Regions from separate parts of the Mus musculus genome. Here region 2 is linked to region 1. A link is a contact called in public Micro-C data. All regions are on one chromosome and are shown on one strand. Each heading gives the region's core, a stretch centred on a gene start, on an enhancer-like site or on the middle of the called end of the contact. The rest is flanking DNA. Distances are from core to core; before and after follow the strand shown.

Region 1 (4,043 bases), core at 12-2,511:
TATTGCCTCCAGGAATGAGAATGGGAAGAATGAGTTTTCTACGCGCGCGTTTGTGTCTGTGTGTGAGTCTCTGTGTGTGTGTTAAACACAACAGCAATGCACGCCCTTTGCTGGTCAGCCCCGGGGGCCCGGTGCACGCCTCCGCCCAGTACACACGCGGCCAGGGATCGTTCAAAGTGCCCGCAGTGGCAGCCGGTTCGGCCGAGCAGTCTCCAGGAGCCAGAGAGGGCGGATCTGGGTGGACGCCGGCTGGAGACCCAGTTGGGAGGGCGGGCGGCTGGGAGGCGTGGGACTAGGACTGGACCTCGGGTGGTGAGAGTGCCGACTGTGGCGGAAGGCCGAGGCGAGTGTGGGCGCGCACGAAGACCCGCGCCCGGCCACCTTCGTGCGCGGCCCAGGCCGCCTGCCTCCATCCGGCTCCGTGGCGGCCCACTGCGTGACTCGCGCGTTCCCGGCCGAGTACGAGCTGTCCCTGGCCCTGCCTCAGCCAGACGCGGGGGAGAGAGAGTAGGGTCTGGTTAGTACCGGCCGGAAAGGAACTGGCCAGGAAAAAAAAAAAAAAAACAAGTGGAGGATGGATGGAATCATCCAGTTACAGAACACGCTCCGTGGGCTGGAGAAGCTCTGAACTCGGAGCGCCAACCCAGGGTCCGCTGGGTCCTGGCCCACCGCGCCCCCTCCTTGATCCTAGAGGACCGATGCTGGGGGCGAGCGGGGAATCCCCAAAGCTGGCAGAAACCAGCTCTGCGTGGTCCCTGCGCTCCGGGACCACCTGCTGCCGCGGCCCAGCCCGCCGCAGTATTTATACCGGGGCGCGAGCCCGCACGGCAGGGTGGGGGAGGGGCTGCAGGCCCCGCCCCCTATCAGGCGGCCCCGCCCTCCCGCACCTCCGACCAGATTCGGGGCTACCGAACCCCCCCTACTTCTCGCCCCCTACTCTGGCTAGCCGGGGGTCTGCAGCGGGCTGCCCGGTTGGCAGCACTAGCTGGAGGGCGGGCTTCCCTGCGGAAAGCGACGTCACGGCCGCTCCTGCAGTGTGAATGAATCAAAATGCCTGGGTGACCGCGGCCTCCAGGGCAGCCGGCACGCGAAGGGTGGAGGGGGAGGGGGAGAGGAGGGCGGGGAAGGGAAGGGGGGGAGCCAGAGCTGCAGCAACAGTGTCTCCTCAACCCGGGATGTGCACCAGCCCGGGAGAGCGAGATCAAAGGGATTTGAAACAGCCTGAGGACTGGCGGGGGAGGGGGCCAGCCAGCTTGTGGAGTCCTCCCGGAGACGCGGAGGGCTCGGTTTCCTCTGTGACTTCAGCGGCCTGGTTGGTTTTATTATTATTATTTTCAAATTTCCGAATCCAGCCAGAGGGAGAGAGCGAGAGATCTCGGTAGACTGCGACTTGCTGCCTCTGGCTCCAAGATGATGCAGAGCGCGGCTGTCCCCGCGGAGGGGGCTGTCAAGGGGCTCCCGGAGATGCTCGGTGTGCCGATGCAACGTAAGACACCCTCCTTTCTCGCTAATTTAATTTGATAACAAGACAGCTAACAGCCTCAGCGGGTGCGGGGAGGCCGGACGCGCCGTTCAAGGCACTGACCGGGAGGGGTCGGGGTGCAGAGGCGGTCACAGAGCTGGGGTACTACCAGTCAGTGTTTGAAGGGCTTGACTCTTGGCAATTTGGGATCGAATTCGAAAGATTCCGGGATACTGTTCGTGGAGGGCCCAAGGGTATAGAAAGTAGCATCTTTGGGCCGTCGCTTTTATGAGAACCCTAGGGAGGATGCTGTTTGGGGACAACAGAGGTTTCCAGCTACAGGCCAGGCCCGAGGGCAAAAGTGGTCCCCCAATTGATTACCTTTCGCGGCAATGGCCAAAGCTCGCAGAACCGCTGGTACAACTTTACCCCAGCTGGCGGGAAGTTGGAGAGCGCGTCCCGGGTCGCAGGGCTGTACAGAAGCCCCCTGTCACACTCTTGGTTTCGGCAGTTCGAGCACTTGATTGAGTCCCCAGTCACTGCTGCCCGGGGCACCCGCCGCCTGTGTTGCCGCCAGCAGACTGCTCCGGGTGAGCGAATGCACTCGCCACATTCCAGCTAGCCGAGGAATGCAGCGGCGAGAAGCTCTGGAACGAAGTTGTGCGTGCAGCCTTTGCTTAGGCGAGGGTAGGCAATCTTAGTGGCGCGGGGCTGGAAGAGGGAGAGAGACTCAGACGTGTGGGCACTTTGCTAGCTCTCTCAATTTCTTCCAGAGCCTGCAATTAGTTACGGCAGGTCTCTCACCCCAGGTTTCTGGTTTGTACGGATGTGCACACACGGCAGAGATTTTCCGGGTGGGAATCTGTCTGTGTTTCCGACTCCTGAACAGATAGAAGCAATCTGTGCAGAGACCCGAACAGGTTCTCAGGCTTAGCGCGCGCTTGCGGGCTCCTGGTTAAGTCTGGGTTTACAAACGGCTGCACTGGGCTAGGTGCCCCTGGGTACCCTAGAGAGATGAAGGGTTCCCTCGATGGGCTTGCCAAGAGACTACACTTCCGCTTACGACTGCTTTAGTGATGCGGTAGGAGTTTATTGTAAGTAAGAGCAGGCTCACCCAGGGATGGAGACTACCTACGATCCCCGGCGCAGCAGCGCGCCCTCCTGCGCCCTGCCTCTCCATCGCAGGGGTTCTGTAACACAAATCTCAGGGCGGGCTGTCCAGCCAATGTCTTGAGATTTATTGTAAAGTTTTTGAGAGAAAAATGGAAGAGATAGCTTCATTTGAGCCTGTTTTAGATTGTTCCTCCGCTGTAGCCTACAGTTCTTGTGTCGCCTGTTGGCGAACAGTTGCAAAGTTCGCTGCGCCTTGGAGAATTGACTGTCAGCGTATTCTGTAAGCAGTGTTGGTAATTGCTTCCAACAGCTTGTTGATTCTCATCTCCTAAACAAACAGAAAAGCAAACCCTTTCTAAGGTACCCACGTTCTTAAACTACTTGTAGCTATGCTGCACTCATAAGGGCGGTCTGTGAATGGATAAAGGATGTGGGGGTCTGACTCAATCCTCCTTAAGTACCTGTATTCTAATGACTTCCTCCACAGATGTCCTGTCCGGATTCTGGACTCTCCTCTGACGGTACTTTTTTTTTTTTTTTGTCATATACAAAATTCACATTGTCTTGATTTTTGTGTCTTTTGCTCAGGGATACTGAATGTCAGGAACTCGCTTTGCTAAAAAGACATGGAAATCATTTTAGCTTCATACATGTCTCCAAAGGCTGAGTCTGGACCCATACTGCAGAAAACTTAAGGAGGCGAAGAAAACTCTGGGCAGAGAGGGAGAAAAGGAGTGAGGGAGGGTTTGAGGGAGGGAGGGAAAGAGAGAGCCCACTTACTCGAGTGGTTCCCAAGGGCAAAGCCAACCAAGAAAGGGCATCAGCCTTTCCTTTTGTCTTTCTTGGGTTCTGTGGAAGAAAGAGGAGGTAGGTTGGAGGAGGCACCAGTCAAGACCGAAGGGTCCAATCCTGGAAGAGTTCACGAGTCTTTCTCCTTCCCCTCACAAGCATATCTACCCACCAGCTTTACCCTGTGACTGGGGGACAAGTTTGGAATGGTTCCTTCTCTCAATTTACATTAATCTCCTCTTTCCTGATGGTAGGGAGGGCTTAATTATCTAAGAACCATGCAGGAAGAGTATGGGGTCCACACTTGGGCATGGAGGAGAAATAGGGGTAACCCTAAGGCTGTGATCTCTCTCAGCCCCTAGAAAAGATATAGCACAGAGAGACTCTTTCAAGGGAGATGAACTCTCCAGTGGGCCAAGCAAGTTTGGGTTAACCCCTTTCTCACAGATGCTCTCTGTATTTCCATCTCTCAGAACCACCTTGAAGAGTACTTGACAGTAGTATATGGATCCCTAACCTAGGCACCCCTGATGCCCTAGATTGTAGGGACTTTTAAAAAAGGATTTTAAATCCAAGGGGTTTGGGGAAGGAGGGGAGAAATGAAAAAAAACACCCTGCCTGTTTGGGGACTGGTAAAAAACACAATCCTCGGGGAACTGTCTCCACTGGTGTAACTTTG
Region 2 (4,020 bases), core at 444-2,943, 7.6 Mb before region 1:
CAGAGACACCGGTGGAAATATGCCACTTTAACCTGACCATCGAGTCGCTTCCACTCCAGGCACTTTAGGCTCTAGGAGTCTCACCGTTGGCATCTCCGAAAGCACCTCAGGATACTCAAGTCCCCACTCTGTCTGGCCCACCCACGGGCAAGTCCCCAGCGCAAGAACCAGCTCTTCTGGCTTAGATGCCCTCCGGCAGACAAACCTTCGCGGCTCAGAGCCTGAGCTGCCGAGCAGGGGCGACCAGAGCACTTTGGCGGGGCTGGGGGCTGCCGGTCGGGGGCACGGCACGAGTGGCTGGAGCGAGGCGAGGGGTGGAAAAAGGAGGGGGCGGCGGGTGGACTAATGATGAAAAAGTCTCCTCCATCCTGGCTCCTTAATTAAATGCATGGAAAGAACCGAGGCGCGCACATCTGGTTTCAATCTACAGCCCTTTGATGGCATCAAATGTTCTTTTCCCAGATCAGGGCTGGAAGTTCTGGGCTAACTATGGCCGTTTGGAGCACAGAAACCATTTATACACACTGGGACCCTTCCTTCTTTTCAATTCAATCTCATAGCTACAGGAGAAGGGGAAATCTAGCAATCAGGGGAGCGAGGGGAAACGTATGTATGTGTGTGTTTAAAGAACATAAAACGCCACAAATAAGCACATACTATTTTACTTACTGGCCATATAGTAACTCATTCCTAATGAGACTATTAAAGCTGTTACCAGATTCCAACAGGTCATGAAAACACCGTCCAGCACCGCTCTGCCCTCTGTCAAGCCTGGTCATAGACTTCGACCTTCCTCAGTCTCTGTGTTTGCCAGGGCCTCACCGAACTGGATACAGATTAGCACAGAGCCCACCCCACCCCCAGCTCCTCCTGCTCCCCCCAACTTCTTCAGCCCCAGTGTTCCTGTCTGCTCTGATCTGGGGCAGCCTCGGCTACGAGCAAGAAATTAGAACATTGGCAAAGGTAGGGGAATTATCAGGACGGACTTTCTTCTGGTTTAATGAATATGTAAATTTTCTACTGTCTGAAGCCTGGGGATTTCTGGTGGCAGCGAAAGTCTCGAATCCATTCGAAGCTGAAGACTTCTGGATCTGCCCAAGCCGTCTTTAGATCGTAGAGAGCCTCCCGTTATTATCGCTCTTGTTATTTTATTACATTATTTAATAGGCTGTCTCTACAGAGCCAAACGAGCTTTAATAGGCTTGCTCTTTTTTGCCGTTCAGTCTCAGACTCTCCCTGCGCTCTCCGCCAAAACAAAGCTGCAGGAAAAGTTACTGGGGGGCGGTGCAGCCGCAGATTTGACTGTTATAGATGTGCATCTTTTCCCTGTTCCTTTTTCTTTTTTCTTTTCCTAACAAGTTTGCCCTCAGCTGTTATCAAAACATGCAAATGAGATATTCCAAGAGGATCTCAAACAAATCCGGAGGAGTTAATGCTGAAACAAAATAATCAGCCCCGTTTTAAAGTGACTGCGGGTTTCGGGCACTTTTCTCTCTGTGATACTACTGCAAGGGAATGATAATTAGACCTTTATTTTAAAAATCCAAAGGGGCTCTCTCCTTAGCTTCCCTCCCTTTTCCCTCCCTCCCTCCTTCCTCCCTCCCTCCTCCTCTCTTGCTCCCTCCCTCTCCCTTTCTCTCTGGCTCTGATGTTGGCAAAGGGGTTTTCTTAATCAGACTGTTTTTTCGGTCCGAGGAAAAGGAGGTAGGAGATTGTGATGGAGAAAGGGGGTCTGTAAAACGTCAGGCGCCGCACAAAGGCTTTGCCACGTAATTACAGGCTCCTATTAAGTGGAGATCTGCCCTCCCAGGGGTCTCCAATTTTCTTGTATTCCCTACAAAGCCTCCTCTCCATGCCAGCCTGTGCCTTTTGAAGTGCCAGAGAGCTTCTTGATCCAACTGAGAAGGGAAAAGGAGCTCCGCACGGAGAAGGGGGAGAGAGCGGAGGGAAGGGGGACCGCCACCCTTCTGCAGACTCTTGAAGCCCCGCTTCTTTATTTCTTATTTTTTTTTCCTCCTTACGAAGAGTAAAGTGAGAATCCTGCTCTCTAATACATCTGCAAGACATCACTCTCCTGAAATTCTAGTCACTCCCGAGAATCCACAGGAGTGCAGAGAGGGGGAACGCGCTTTCTTGAAGACATTTTAAAGCTGGAACAAGCCTTCTTCTGTTGGCGCTTGAACTCTTGCCGGGGGAATAACTTTTTTTAACCTCTTTCTCTAATTTTTTTAAAGCCACTTTGATTCTTCTCTCCACCCCTTCTTCTCTCTTCTGTTTGCCTAACTCCCCCGCCCCGCTGGCCTCCCCTTTCCTCGCTCCCCCTTATTATTATTTTTAGTGTCTGCGAGTGGACGCTTTTTAAGAGTTGAAAGGGATATTTTTTTTCTTTTTGATCTAAGCATAGGTTGTTTGTTTTGTTTTTATTTTTGAACTTTTTGGTGTGGATTATCTCTCTGGACCGCGCTGGACTTGGCTTTAGCGAAGTAACCGAGGCTGCAGGGAAAGTTACTTGTCCCGAAAGTTCTACACTTCAGAAGGGGTCCCACCCTCTGTTTCTCTCTCTCTCTCTCTCTCTCTCTCTCTCTCTCTCTCTCTCTCCACTCCCCCCTCTTTCTTCCCCACTCGGCTCCTCTCCCCCCTCACGCCCACAGCGTTTGGTGTTGATTCGAGCGGGAAGAGGGGGGTGGGTGGGATTGGAGGGGAGACCATGACCTCCAGCTACGGGCACGTTCTGGAGCGGCAACCGGCGCTGGGCGGCCGCTTGGACAGCCCGGGCAACCTCGACACCCTGCAGGCGAAAAAGAACTTCTCCGTCAGTCACCTGCTAGACCTGGAGGAGGCCGGGGACATGGTGGCGGCACAAGCAGACGAAAGTGTGGGCGAGGCGGGCCGGAGCCTGCTGGAGTCACCGGGACTGACCAGTGGCAGCGACACCCCTCAGCAGGACAGTGAGTGAGGGCGCGTGCTCCGGGGAGTGTGCGCTGGGGACACAGGGTGGAGGCCCGGGGAGGGCGGCGGGAGCGTGTTCCAGGCTTCGGTTTCGGGGAGACAAGGCGTTAAGAAGTTAGGAGTCCTGGGAAAAGTGGCTGGTTGCTGATCGCAGAAAGACCGATGAGAAAAAGAGGGCTCCCCCAATGCTGTAAGCCAAGCGGGCGCTGGAGAGAGACCCGGAGGCCCAGGGACGCTGGGAGGCCAGGGGATCCCATGCAGGGATTCTGCGGCCACCACTGTCTCCAGCCGCCAGGGCTGCATCTCCAGTTCGGGCGGAGCGGCGGTCAGAAATCCCGCAGGCAGGCGGGGCGTCCACGCCAGGGTAGGAGCGGTCCGGTCCGGCCAGAGCGCAGGCTACACAGCCACCTCGGTTAGAGAAAACAGGGAACAAAGATGCAGGGCAGGCTTGGGAGCGCGTCTTCCCTGGGGTTGAAGGGAAAGCACTGTGCTCAGAGGAACCTGGAAGACAGGACTAAGGTCGCATACCCTCTGTGCATATGACCCAAGCCTGGAAAAGACTAAGGGCAGCGCGGGAACACACAATTCTTGTCGCCCAGGCTTGCTCTCTGACCTCTGCTGTCATCTCTACCTTGTTTAAGATAGAGCTAAAAACCCACCTATTAAGTTAAACCTTGATGAAGCTAGGAGAATTTTCGTTAGAAGCAAAATCCAGAGACTGCCTGGCTTGGTCTAACACCATATTTGCATAGGGGAATCGCGGGTTGCAGGCCCAAGTTCCTGTGCAGCACGGCCTGTTGGCCCCTAGACCTCCAGAAAAGTCTATGAACAAGCTGCCTTCCCCAGCCTTAGTCACATCTCAGTTATTAACTTCACCTTTACAAAAAGACTGACTGCAAGTGTATATCGTGGTCTCTTAGTATATAACACACTTGTCACCTGGGCTCATTCTCTAGTCAGATGTACAGAGAAGTTGCAAAAGTCTGGACCCGGCAGAACATTCTAAAATGACCTCTTTCCTTATCATTATGTGCTGATCGCTCCTTTAGAGCTCCGAAGGCCCTCTGCCAT

The links. A called contact is a pair of places that touch in the nucleus more often than the background predicts.
Region 2: a Micro-C map of embryonic stem cells shows a contact between it and region 1, with 30 times the contacts expected there. The contact joins the promoter of Prrx1 here to the promoter of Lhx4 in region 1. A contact is called at or near these places in 4 of 484 Hi-C or Micro-C datasets (all in embryonic stem cells) and 1 of 9 other capture datasets (embryonic stem cells).

The regions. Positions count from the first base shown.
Region 1 is chr1:155,739,245-155,743,287 of GRCm38.p6, reverse strand. It overlaps Lhx4 (LIM homeobox protein 4), which reads left to right and starts at 1,261. Exons shown (of 6, transcript NM_010712.2): 1 at 1,261-1,486. The coding sequence starts at 1,411.
Region 2 is chr1:163,311,323-163,315,342 of GRCm38.p6, reverse strand. It overlaps Prrx1 (paired related homeobox 1), which reads left to right and starts at 1,693. Exons shown (of 4, transcript NM_011127.2): 1 at 1,693-2,948. The coding sequence starts at 2,708.